2 separate regions of the Hordeum vulgare genome follow, and region 1 is linked to region 2. Evidence: chromatin contacts called from public Hi-C data. All regions are on one chromosome and are shown on one strand. The core of a region is the stretch at or near the end of the contact, and the rest is flanking DNA. Distances in the headings are between cores, read along the strand shown.

Region 1 (6,548 bases), core at 2,079-4,578, 290 kb after region 2:
TTAGCTAGGATGCTTCATTTTTTAGAACAAATTATTTGTTCTTTCAGAGTACTTAAATTTTTCGAATGTGGATGTCATATTGTTATGGAACCGGAGAGGAAGGATAGGATTCTTCCTATCAATGTTTATTAGCATAGTGTTTTTCAATGGCTATTTAAAGAAATAAAACAATTTGTAAGGTCGACACTGCTCATTATGCAGATGGGGCCGCTGGGTGTGTGTGTGGATACTCTTTGTCTTGATGTGTGGTCCCCAACTATTTGAATTTCAAATGTTTAACCAACATGGGTGGGAACATGTGGGTGTTCCACAACCGCCAACGCATATTGGCTTTATATGTGAAACATGCTCAACACATGGAGATCTGCCTAGGACTATTTGTGTGCACGCCCAAGAAGCATGCATACGTCTATCTATACACATGCACACGTTTGTTAGTACTAGCAATTTTCCTAACGGACCTAGGTATATAATAAATGTGCTATGTGGAATGGGGGCTGGATTTCTGCCCAGCAAATACAATAGGAAATACGGGAGTGGGTGTTCGTCGCGATGCTCCTGGTCGCTACACATAGTCGCGATGCTCCTGGTCGCTACACATAACGGGAGCATCTCGATCCAAAATGGTTTTCCGTGTTTTTTTAGTGTCTTCTCTTAATTTTTTCCATGGGCTAGTACTAATTTTTTTTGAGAAATTTTGTCATGTTTTGTAGATGGTATGGCAAAAGTTGTGTAAGAATTCAAGGATACACATCACAAACTTTAACAAGTTTCTCTTATAAAACATGGCAAACTTATGATTACATAGATGAAACTGGAAATGCATTTTGTGTTTGTATGGATAAGAAGATAAACTCCACTATTCAATCTTCTCAGAGGAGTTTTGCACCTTGTTTCAACTCTGCTATTGATGGCGGGAGAGGAGTACCTGGATCTACCTATCCTGATACACAAACAAAAGGGGGAGAGGAGTACCTGGATCTGCTAGTCTCGATGCCTATGTGGTCGAAAGGGATGAAATCGGGGCAAGGAAAGGGACGATGTCGCTGCGACGACAAGGTGGTGGGCAGTGGCAGGGGTAGACAGAACCAGATGTGTGTGAGGGGTGAAACGTAAAATACAAGTGCTTGGGGGCAAGAGCTAAAAAAAATCTCATATAAGCCCTCACATATATTTCTATTCACAATTTGGTTCCATGTTGGGGGGCGCACAATCCCCGAGGAGCCCATATAGCTCCGCCGTTGGTGGTGGTAGAAGCGCACAGTCACAGGAGGAGATGTTGTAGTGTTGCGGGCAATATGATGTCGCTCCCCCGCGTCGGCACCAATGCCCCCTCTATTGTTTGTGCTCGCGTTGAGCTGGCCCTATGTTGTTGCTTCGCAACTCGTGTCCAACACCTAGGTCGTTGCTTTGCCTACTCAATGCAAGCCAGCAGGCGCAATGTGCTGCTCCATCGAATCTAGCGGTAACACGGCCTCCTCGTGTGCTACTCCAAAAACGTCGGCAGCCGCGCTAGTTGGGAGGCTGGAATCGGGAGGGGGCTTTGCACGACAAACAGAGTGCTTTGCGCGAGAAACTATCATTCGGGTTCTTTTTGTGTGAGGTTTTTATTTTTTTGAGGAATCTTTGTTTTGTGCCTAGCCGCCATCCTGGATTTATAATCTCGTAACGTGCGGATAACGCATGCATCAGGTCAACATATGTGGTGCTTGCAGGGATCGCGATCCAAATGTTCCTTATGCGTGACGGCTGACAAACATCCGACGCGGCCATTGTTATTACGCTAGGCGTCACCTTCGTGTATATTGTACTCAATACATCCACTCTTTGGATTTTGGACTTGTGTGACAGGTACGACACGCGGCCCGCGCTCGGTTTTGCTTAACTTGATTTGGAAGAAAACGAATTATGACAAAGCCTCATCTCCAGAGCTCTCGTGATACGGACTTCCGCTCCCGATTTGCCCTGTGTTTTCCGTTTTTATCGAATGCTGTGTATTTTTCACAGATGTGGTGAATGACATGAGATCCACGTTTCATGGCGATCGGCAGCGCGATCAGCGAGTGAGCACAGAACGCATGGGTTCATGGATAGCTAAGAGTGCTCTGAAACACGCCTCCCCTGACGTACGTAGTAACAAGGACGGTTGGGGGGCCCTAGATCCTCGTTGAAATTCAACATAATACTAAACAATCAGCGGTCCACATCGGCCATGGATCGCACGAGAATCACTATTGAAAATGTTGAACCAGACGAACAGAAGATGCTAAAACGAAAACGACCCACGCGAAGGATGATGCTTCCGTTCACGGGTCAACGCTGCGTGCGTGACTGAATTTGCAATGCAGTGTGCGATACGGCAGCACCAAGAACGCTAGTAGTACTAATCCCAGTGCAAGCATTGGCATCATCTTTGAATCCCAGTGCAAGCATTTGCATCATCTTTGCAACGAGGCCACACGCCAGCAACTACTACCAGTAGTAGTAGTAGAACACTCCTACTGAAGCACCCCCGTTGTACAAATTCGGGTGCCCTGCCTGCGGAAAGACGATCCATGTGCCAAACCGATCCTGATGTTGTAGCCAATTATCCCAAGAAATGCTAGTTCAGATGCCTTTTTCTTTCCGAAAGAGTGCAACAATGTCCCTTTTCTTCTCCTTTTCCTCGTGTAGCCATGTGGTTTGGAGACTATCATCCCTCTATTTTTTCCACTGGTCAATCCCCTAACCATCTTCCCGCTTTTTTCTCCTTTATTATTTACCCCTCCACCGAGAAGTTCCTGTCCCCTGCTCGTCGCCTTTCTCCGTCTCATCATCACAGATCCTCTTGCACACATACAATACTTTTCTCCCAATTGACCATATCTATCCAGTATCCCATAGCATTGCATCACCTCCACTTCGCTCTCCTTCGTTTCACCTGCGCCTGCGCGAGTGCGTGTCCCGGTCGCCGCCTCCGTTTTCTACCCGTCGTCTAACCGGCGGCACAAAAGACAGCAGCCTAGCAAAGAGCCAGCAGCCCGCTCGCCGCCGCGGACCGCGACGACGACCGTCTCGGGCCGTTCAACCCAAGCCCCTGCCCTCCGCGGCCCCGTGTCTTTCCTGCGGCATTTGTGGTTGGAGTGGTTGAGCGGAGCCCGCCCCCGCCTGCCGACCGGCGGCGCGCGTGGCGCGGCGCCATCAAGAGTGAAATTTTATATACCGTCGCCGGGGCTGAGGCATGACGACCCAACCAGATTTTAGCTAGTTACCTCTGTCGCTTGCTGCTTGTTGCCCGCGTCCCCCCCCCCCCCCCCCCCCCCCCCCCCTAGCGCTAGGATATATTCGCCGCTTCCCGCTGGCTCCTTGCGCTTGTACTGTATCTTCTTCCTCCTCGGTCGGTTGGTTGCTTCATCCCCCTCCTCCCCTTTCGGCTCGAGTGAGATCATCCATCGGCTGTAAAGCGGGCGCGCCGGACGGGTGACGGCACTCGCTTTCCGGGAGGCCGCCCCTGCGACGACAGCGGCGCCATTTTCTATTCCAGAGCTGAGGGAGAGGTTCCGGGTCGTAGTGGTACTGCATTGGCTGCGGTAAGCGGGGTTCGCATCGGCCAACAGGGGAGGTCCACGGCGGTTAGTGGTTGAGCCGACGGCGTGCTGCGGCGATCGACTGTTATCTATCGTCATGGCGGACAAGTGCGATTCCTGGTGATTTTTCTCGAGCTGGTTGTCATGGCGATGGCGGGGGAGGGCGTCGGGCGGTGCATACTGGTGGGGCTGCACATGGACGCCGTCGGCAAGGAGCTGCTCAAGTGGGCGCTCAACCAGGCGGCCAGGAGCGGCGACCGCGTCGTCGCCGTCCACATTTACCGCAAATCCGGTAGGTACCTCGCCCCATATCCGTCAAGAACCTTTTCTTGCTTGCAGCTCGATTCATGGTAGCATTTCCCTGTGCCTCGAATCGAAGGAGACCTGTGCAAGACGAACGCGCTGACGCTGATCAGGACGCTGGACGAGTACCTAGCGGAGTACGAGGCCATCTGCAGCAAAAAAGACGTGCGTAAGCAAGCTTGACGCCGCGCCATTAATGTCGTTGGCGGTTGCGTTCATGTGCTGGTATTGATTGATGCTTCTTTTTTTTTGTCCGTCAGATCGTCCTCATCGGGCGGGTGACGCCGGGGAGCTCGATCCAGAAGGTGCTGGTGAAGGAGGCCAAGCTCTGCGCGGCCATGGTGGTGGTGATTGGCACCAACAAGAAGTACTCCTTCGGGTCAGTAGACAATCCCGGCAGCAGCAGCAGCACTCTCGGCGTGATTCAACTGTCTGTTTTCTGCGCGATTCGTTAACGCCCCGCACCAAAAGTAATCCATCCTTCTTTTTCTGGTGCGCTCAGCGGCTCGACCTGCCTCGCCAAGTACTGTGCCAAGAAGCTCCCGCCGACGACCAGCGTCGTCGCCATCCAGGGCGGCAAGGCCATCTTCGTCAGGGAGGCCCCCCGGCCGCCACTTGGTCAGTAGAGTACTGAACCTCGATGTTAGCTACGAATTGATATCGGTTGGTGCGTGAGTGATTGATTGAGTAAAGCGTTGGGTGGCTCCGTTCGTCCTCCAGGAGCAGAGCCCAAGCCGGTGCTCCGCACGCTGCTGCACCCGAGCGTCGGCATGGAGCCCAAGGTGATCATCCCCAACCCCAACCGGCGGAGCGCGCGGTCCATGGACTTGGACGCCGTGGGCTGCGGCCAGTGCGCCGCGCCGCAGCTGACGAAGCCCTGCGACGACGACGGCAACACTGCCGATGCCGATGCCGATGCCAAGGCCGTCGTCGTGCGCGCGCCGGCGGCGCCCGAGCAGAGGCTCGGCTGGCCGTTGCTCCGGCGCGCGCCCGCCGCGTCCACGGCCACGGCGAGAGAGCACGAGGCGACGCGCAAGCAGTCGGTGGTGCACTGGGTGATGAGCCTGCCGCGGCGGTCGTCGCCGTCGGCGTCCCCGGAGCCGGCGCAGGAGGGGCTGGCGGCCGAGCTGAGGCGGACGCTGGGCGGCGTGCCGTCCCGGTGCCGGTGGTTCCGGTACGAGGAGCTGTACGACGCCACCAACCACTTCTCGCCGGGCAACCTGGTGGGCAAGGGCGCGCACAGCAGGGTGTACCGCGGCGGCCTGGCGAGCGGGCAGCGGGTGGCGATCAAGCTGTGCCGGGCGTCGGCGGAGGCGTCCAAGGACTTCCTCCGGGAGGTGGACATCATCACCAAGCTGCAGCACGGCCGCATCGTGCCGCTCGTCGGCGTCTGCGTCGAAGGCCCCAACCTCATCTCCGTCTACCGCTACCTCCCACGAGGCAGCCTCGAGGACAACCTGCACGGTACGGCGCCACGCCTGGCCTGCATGCGACGCGCCAACTGTTATTCTGGACGCACGACACGCTGCTGCGCCCATCAACACCTCTGCACATGTGACTGAATTCTGATCCATGTGAACTCAGGGAAGAGGTCCAAGCCGGCGCTGCCGTGGGAGAAGAGGTACAGGGCGGCGGTCGGGGTTGCCGAGGCTCTGAGCTACGTCCACTCCGGCGGCTCCCGGCCGGTGATCCACCGCGACGTCAAGTCCTCCAACATCCTCCTCACGGACGGCTTCGAGCCTCAGGTACTACTAGTACTGCTAGTACTCTTGGATTCGTGGATACAATCGGTCTGTTTTCTGTACCGACAGACATGGACTCTGAACTGAACTATGTACCGACGGTGGCAGTTGTCGGATTTCGGGCTCGCGATCTGGGCGCCGTCCAGCCCGTCGTCCCTGACGCACAGCGACGTCGTCGGCACCTTCGGGTACGTCTTCTTCTTGTGTGTGCAGAGTACAGTCTTCTTACCTGTACCGGGTCTCTTCCAGCCTGAAGTGCCGCCTGTGTTAGAGAGTGACGAGACGTGCACCGGCCGAGTGCAGGTACCTTGCGCCGGAGTACTTCATGTACGGGAAGGTGACGGACAAGGTGGACGTGTACGCGTTCGGGGTGGTGCTGCTGGAGCTCCTCACCGGGCGGAGACCCATCACCGGCGACGGCTCACCAAAGGGCCACCACCAAAGTCTCGTCATGTGGGTAAGCCCTCCCAATCCTCCCAATTAAACCCACACACAAATAACCACCGCACCTTGTTACGTTGTTATCATGTCATCGTGCTCGTGTAGAGAGAGAGAGAGAGAAAGATTGTGCTGCTGACGCGGTTGGTGTCTTTGACGTACGTGACAGGCGACTCCGATCCTCAACGGCGGCGACATCTCCGACCTGCTGGACCCGAGCCTGGACGTGAAGCACGACGAGGTGGAGGTGAGGCGGATGGCCGTCGCGGCGTCGCTCTGCCTCGGCAGATCGGCGCGCCTCAGGCCTCCCATATCGCAGGTCCGTCTCTCACCTCGTCAGAAGGAAGAAAAATATGCCCTGTCGTTTCTGAACTGTTAACATTTGCTCGTGTGTTGGTGGCAGATACTGAGCATACTACGGGGAGAAGAGGACGCGACGAGCCTGGCGGCCTCGGAGCCGGACTGCGTGGTGGACGACGAGACCTACCCGGCGGCCAAC
Region 2 (6,959 bases), core at 771-3,270:
CGGGAAGCACAACTTGGGAAACTTCAATATCAATAAGCTTGCTAGCTAAATGGCAATTGACACATACAATTCATCTGGTTGCTTCTCATGGATCCTTACAACCGTGTCGCTCAAAAATAAGATATGCAGTTGAATATATGTGCTTATTTATTTCAACATGCAACATATCCATCTTATCACATGTGTCTCACACATGTCCCATGTCATTCGAATGCACATGCAAGCCCATCGAAATCATCAAGCGCATGCAATCAATTAATTTTCCACGCTCCGCCACATGTGGCCCTTCACACCATCAAGCGACTATGCAACCATTGAAGTTTTCACTTTCCGCTTTCTACGATATGCAAGTCCTCCACGTCATTAGAGAACATGAAAGCTCTCCACATCATTGATTTTATTTTTATTTTTCAACAATAGATATTTGAACTTGAATTCACAAGAAAACATAGTATGCATCCATCATTCATCTACCTCTAGGTTGAATGTGGTACCATAATATTATTGTACATTTTATTTTTATTTTTCACAAGTTTATTACCGAATATTTCTGTAGTAAACACGTGACGACGTGGGGCATTATCTAGAACCTTCAACAGTTTTTCATTAAATGTCATATATCGGTCCTGTTTGGATACTCTAACTTAGCTAGAGGTTAGAGTTAGTTTCTAGCTCATGACTAATCCTAAACTAACTCTAACCAAAGAGTTTTTTGGATGACAAGGTTAGATTGACAATACATGCACTTGATGGAGAGAGAAAGATGATTTTTTAGTGGGGCCCCGTGAGAACTAGCTCCAATTAGCACCTCTTGGCTGGTGGGATAGAGAGAGAAAAAATATTTTTTTAGTGGACCCCATGAGAATTAGCTCAAATTAGCACCTCTTGGCGGATGGGATAGAGAAACAAAAATGATTTTTTAGTGGACCTGATGAGAACTAGCTTCAATTAGCACCTCTTGGATGGTGGAATAGAGAGAAAAAATGAATTTTTAGTGGACTCGATGAGAACTAGCTCCAATTAACACCTCTTTGGTCAGATAGTTTTTGGATGGGTCATAGTGGGGAGTATCATATATAGTATCATGCATATGATACTATTGTATGATACTACCTCCATAGTGCATAGTATCATAAAGTAGTATCATATATGACCACATTGATTAACATGCTTGACACATAGTAGCATGACATTTAATACGATACGATATCTACCTATGTTAGTACTCTAAGAGGGTGTTTGGATCCAAGAGACTAAAACTGGTCTGACTAAAACTAGTCTCTTTAAGAGGCTAAAGTTTCAAGCACCTCTGACTAAAGAAAGGCTAAAACTAGTATTGAGGCTAACATATTTTAGTCAGGGGTACCCCTACTAAAATGTGCATTAGTCCCCTCTCTCATCATTTAACTCCTCAGGCAAGTTCTGGATTGAGGGTTTGGAGGATAATAAATGCTCATTAACTTGATTTTAGTCTCTTTAGTATTTGGATTCAAGCATGGGTGAGGCTAGTAAATTTTAGTCTCACTACTTTTAATCATAGGACTAAAACGTATCAGACATCCTCTTAAACTAACTCTAACCAACCGATGGATCCAAACGAGGCTATCAAACTACCTCATGATGACCAAACAAAACATAAAACATGATTTATAGCCAGCATGACCTTAGTCAAGTTGTACAGACCCCAGATGCAAAAAGGCACCAAAATGACGGCAGGCAAATGTGGAAGGCCGTTGGGAGCCGCCGACCCGCCCGTGCACGGCTGACGGAAACAGAAAACATGTTGAATGCTGTCCGCCGTCGGCGACGCGGTGAATGCAAAACTAGCTACGCACCGTCGACCGCTCCTCTCAAGTTGTGCAACGGCAGGCCGCCAGGTGCCGGAAGCTGCACACACGTGAGCTCTGGAGCGCGCCAGTTCGTGTTGGCCTTTATACTCTTCTTCTTTATGCCGGAGCCTCCGTGGCCGGTGAGCTGTTCCCGACGGTGTCTACGCGTCCTCCTCCCTTGGCTTCCGGTTCCTTTCTTCCAAAGTCTTCTCGTCTATCGCGAACCCGGATCCCCCTTTGCCACCGCTATCTCTGTGCCCACCAGTGTGCCGGCCATCTCGTCCCTGACACGCTGCCGACCACCTCCGCGTCGCCGTCACGGGCGCAGCAAATCCCCTCGCACCTGGGCGCCACGCCGCCACCGCGAATCAACCGTCGCCCTCGCCGGTTCCACCCCTCGCGTATTAAAATCCCCTGCCCCCCGTTCCATCCTCCCCACCTCGCTGGCTCGTTCCCCTCTCCCTCGATCCGGCGAGCTGTGACACGGCGCGACAGCCCACCAGCGAACCGACATGGCCTCCGCCTCCAAGCAGCAGAGCATGTACCCTGAGGTACCCCAGTCCCACCCCGACCACAACACCGCCGCCAGCGCCGCCAGCACAGGCACCGGCGACTCGCTCTACCCCACCGTGGACCCGAACGAGCTGGCCGAGAACCTCTTCCCGGCGGACGAGGCAGAGGACGCCGCCCCGGCCCCGCCCACGGTGGAGGAGACCCTCGTCGACGTGCCGGGCGCGCAGCTCCACCTCGTCGACCCCGACCGCAGCCTCGACCTCGGCGCCGGCACGCTCTCCGTCGTGCGCCTCCGCCAGGGCGACCACTGCGTCGCCGTGCTCGCGCGCCTCACCCCGGACAAGTCCAACCAGCGGCGCGGCTTTTTCAGCTTCCTCAGCAGCGGCCGCTCCAGCAACGCGCAGGAGCCCGTGCAGTGGCCGCTCGCCGGCGACGTCGCCGTCGTCAAGCTCGACGCCGGCCACTACTTCTTCTCGCTCCACGTCCCGCACTCGGACCACCCTGACGACAAGGAGGACGCGGAGGCGGAGACGGACGCGGACCGGGAGACGGCGCTGAGCTACGGCCTCACGGTCGCCGGGAAAGGGCAGGAGCAGGTGCTGGAGGAGCTGGACAGGGTCCTGAAGGAGTACACAACCTTCTCCGTCAAGCAGGTCGACGAAGGGGCGGGCGAGGTAATGGACACGAGGGCGGTGTCGGAGATCACGCCGGAGGAGGCTGCCGGAGACAAGAAGGAGGAAATCGAGGAGCAGTCCGCGGCGTTCTGGACGACAATCGCGCCAAACGTGGACGACTACAGCTCGTCGGTGGCGAGGCTTATCGCCAAGGGCTCGGGGCAGCTGGTAAGGGGCATCATCTGGTGCGGGGACATCACAGCCTCCGGCCTCAAATGCGGGGAGGCGGTGTTGAAGAAGGGCGCGGGGGCCAACGGCAAGCCTACGCAGGTGAAGCCCAGCTCCCTCAAGAGGATGAAGAGGTATGGATGAACAAACTTACACTTGTTTTTTATCTATATGTTGCAGAGCAGCTCACATTGGAGTAGCTTAAGGCACTTTCTTAATCTGGCATTTGATGAACTCAATGATTCACTAAATTTACAATTCGACTGCTACGGATGATCTAGAATTTAATGAATGAGATGATTCACCTTTTGCCATCAGTTGCATGGTCTAAGATCAGGATTTGGTTAATCAGTTATAGCTTCGTTGCATATCATGGAATAGTCAGGGTTCCTACTATACCTCCATTGCATTGCACTTGATGAACATTATGCGGTTACAATGTTTTTAATAGTACGCCATCCGTTTCTAAATATAAGACCTTTTAGAGATTACGCTATGGACTACATACGGATGTATATAGACATCTTTTAAAATGTAGATTCATCCATTTTACTTTGTATGTATAGTTTATAGTGCAATCTCTAAAAGGCCTTGTACACTCCTACCGTCCCAAAATAAATGTCTTGAGCTTAGTATAACTTTGTACTAGAGCTAGTACAAAGTTAAGACAGTTATTTTGGGACACAGGGAGTAGTATGTAGGAAGGGAGGGAGTATAAGATTATGAAGTTATACTGCAGTAGCTCTATTCAACAGAGCAGTTTTATTTGTCAGATATGCAGTAGGGTCTTCTGCATGTTTTCTTCCGACTTCCGTTATCTAAAAATAGACATGGACAAGAGAAACCCTTCTTTGGTTGTGCAAACAAAATGTCTCACCCAGATGTAACCCCCATTAAGAGGAGGACGCATCTTTATTATGACAATTGACCATGAACTTAGCCAATGCCACGAGTGTCGATTATCCGCTTCCTGTCCTGGAAGACACCTGACATATCTTGATAACGACCAGTGATATTTTTGCCATGCCGACATGTGTGCATTATGATGATATATTTATAGATACCATTAAAGAGGCTTAGAGCGAGATGTTTTCAACTTGATCTGGATCCTTATCAAAGCATGCCTTAACTTAAGTGTTAGACTACTCAGTATAGTATATTTCTTATTCTGAGATAATTCTTATTTCCCTTTCGGTTATTTATTGTTGTCATGTTTATAGAAATATTTGAGGTAACCAATTTTATGGGCCTCTCCAGTCTCTACTCGATGCAGTTGGCTTATGTATTTCTCTTCTGTCTTCTGCAGGGCCAGAAGGGTCACAAAAATGTCCAACAGGGTAGCAAACTCAATCCTCTCAGGTGTTCTCAAGGTCTCAGGATTTGTTACCAGCACTGTGGTCAACTCCAAACCTGCACAGAAGTTCTTCAAGTTAATGCCTGGTGAAGTTATTCTTGCTTCGCTGGACGGATTTGGTAAGTTTTTTCCACTAAGCTGTGCATGTTACATTAGCTTGACGAAGTATGAAGTTTAACCGTTTTTATCTATATTCTTATGGAATGATGAATATAAGGGCAGCTAGTAGAATGCTCTGGTTATTCTCTAGTTTCTGAACTTTTAAGTTAGAAGTCTAGGTAGTCAGTGATTCTGTTCCAAATAAAAATGGAACTTGTTGATCTAAAGATGGATCGGATTAACGGTCACATCAACAAAGCATCAGATTTTTTTTTTTAAAGGAGGTCAAACCCCCGGCCTCTGCATCAATCGATGCTATCTTATTAATTAGTCCACAAAGGTCTAACAAGAGTATACATCAATCCACCCAAAGCCACCACTCATACCAACAAACTCGATAATATGGAGTGCTCTCACTCCACATATCTAAGACCGGTGTTGTTTCCAATCCATCCACATAACGTATCGGGAACAACAGCCGGTGCAGTACACCTAATACGCACACCTCACCCACACGTTTTACCAGTGGCCATCATCCTCGAACCACTGACCCGTCTTCAGGAAAGAGATCCGCATCATCCTTGCCAGTCCAATCATCCGTCGACGCCACCACGACACCCAACGGCGCCACCGCCCTGCGCTCAACCGTCCAGCTGTGAAAACTCCGGGAGATCTGCCGTGCGTAGCACCTGCCAACTAGGGGATGGCACCCGCAGGGTATGGGTATGGGTGGAGCCTCCCCATACCCTTACCTGCCCCGTCTGATATTACCCATCACCCTTACCCGTCAACGGGTATAATTTTTTCCCATACCCGTTACCCGACAGGGTAGACGGGTACCCGCTGGTAAAATTATCCATATTTGCAAACATCAATTTAAAGAATTTATAGTTATAAAATGCATTGTACCGTATATTTTACAAAGATGGATTATAACTACAGCACATACTTGTAAAACAACATCATGTAGTCATAAACAACACCACATAGGCATACACTTTCAATTCATAAATTATTGACATAGTGTCGATTGTACAGATAATATTTTAAGTTTATATAGATTTTATAGGGGTACATGGGTATATGAGTATGGGTTATATGATCCCATACCCGTACCCGCTCTACCCGATGGGTTTTAGATTTTCCTATTTATATACCCATGGGTAAGTTTTTGTCCCATACCCTTACCCTAATAGGGTTTTTACCCGCAGGTACGTGGTAATGGGTACCCATTGCCAGTGCCAACCAGGCATGACTCAGCGTAGCACCTGTCGGTCAGGCATGACTTGACAGCTCCACCGAATTTCCGTGCAAGACGAAGCCGCTCCACCTCCTGTCTCAGTCCGCCAGCGCTGCTCCATCAACGATGCTCCCAAGAGAGAAACGGCACCGCAGTACCGCCATCGTCCGATCTGGAAGACCAGATCCTAGGGTTGCCCCTGAAGCAGAGCCCACCACCAGCAACCGTTCATGACCCACATAGTGCCCACCACCACTCAGCCCTCAAGGCGACGCCTTCAGGAAGGTCATGACATCAAGGACGCCGCCGCCGCCCACCGGAGTTGGGGTTTTCACCCGAGAGGCAAGGAGGGGGAGCAGAGGAGCAGATGTATACCGATGTCTTCAAAAAGAAAAATGGCGCCCTTGAGCCTCGTCGTCGGCGAGGCCGGCCTGGGCCAACCAAGGGGTTTCCCCAATCCAAATCTCCTCCACCGGCTTCACCCGCATGTAGGGCTCCGGCAAACGCCGGCACCGCCAAGTCCGCAAGAGAGAGGCCCACAGATGAGGGCCGGAGGACAGCGGCCAGATCTGGCGCCGCCGGCCGCCATAGCAGCCACCGCCAGCTGACCATAACTAGGTGCACCGCCCCCTGACCGGAGCCAACACCACCGAAACTGTGGCTGCCGCAAACAATGCCCCCTGCCACCACCGCAGACGCGCTCGGCCGCCGCTCCCTACTGGTCGCGCGCCCCGCATCCGCCATGGCAGCCCGGGTGGGCGAGATCTCACAGCACCAGAGCCCGCGGGCCAACGCCGGCTGAGCTCGAGATCCCGCCGCCAGAGCCAGAGCCCGAGATCCCGCCGCTAGAGCCAGAGCCCGAGATCCCGCCGCCAGAGCCATAGGGGCCCGCCGCCGCCATCCCCGGGGCGCGCGCGGCTTCGCCGACGTCCCCTCCGGCAGCGGCGAAGCGGGTGGGAGGGCGGAGAGGGGGCCGGCGGCGGCGGGAGGGTTCGCCTCCGAGTCGCCGGGAGCGACGACGCGGGGGTCACGCCGAAAAAAGAGACCCAAAGCACCAGATAGGAATAGGATGGAAGCATACT

What was found. Hi-C and Micro-C count contacts between places; a contact is called where the count stands out from the background.
Region 1: a contact with region 2 is called in a Hi-C map of seedling, with 3 times the contacts expected there. The contact joins the promoter of LOC123449185 here to the promoter of LOC123449183 in region 2. A contact is called at or near these places in 2 of 6 Hi-C or Micro-C datasets (leaf and seedling) and 1 of 1 datasets of contacts at active chromatin or transcription factors (embryo).

Annotation. Positions count from the first base shown.
Region 1 is chr4H:509,027,118-509,033,665 of MorexV3_pseudomolecules_assembly, forward strand. It overlaps LOC123449185 (collagen alpha-1(I) chain-like), which reads left to right and starts at 3,329. Exons shown (of 10, transcript XM_045126303.1): 1 at 3,329-3,858; 2 at 3,946-4,038; 3 at 4,130-4,248; 4 at 4,372-4,487; 5 at 4,590-5,333; 6 at 5,454-5,614; 7 at 5,720-5,799; 8 at 5,915-6,068; 9 at 6,219-6,368; 10 at 6,453-6,548. The coding sequence starts at 3,711.
Region 2 is chr4H:508,734,746-508,741,704 of MorexV3_pseudomolecules_assembly, forward strand. LOC123449183 (protein EARLY-RESPONSIVE TO DEHYDRATION 7, chloroplastic-like) reads left to right here and starts at 2,021. Exons shown (of 4, transcript XM_045126299.1): 1 at 2,021-3,318; 2 at 4,491-4,657. The coding sequence starts at 2,342.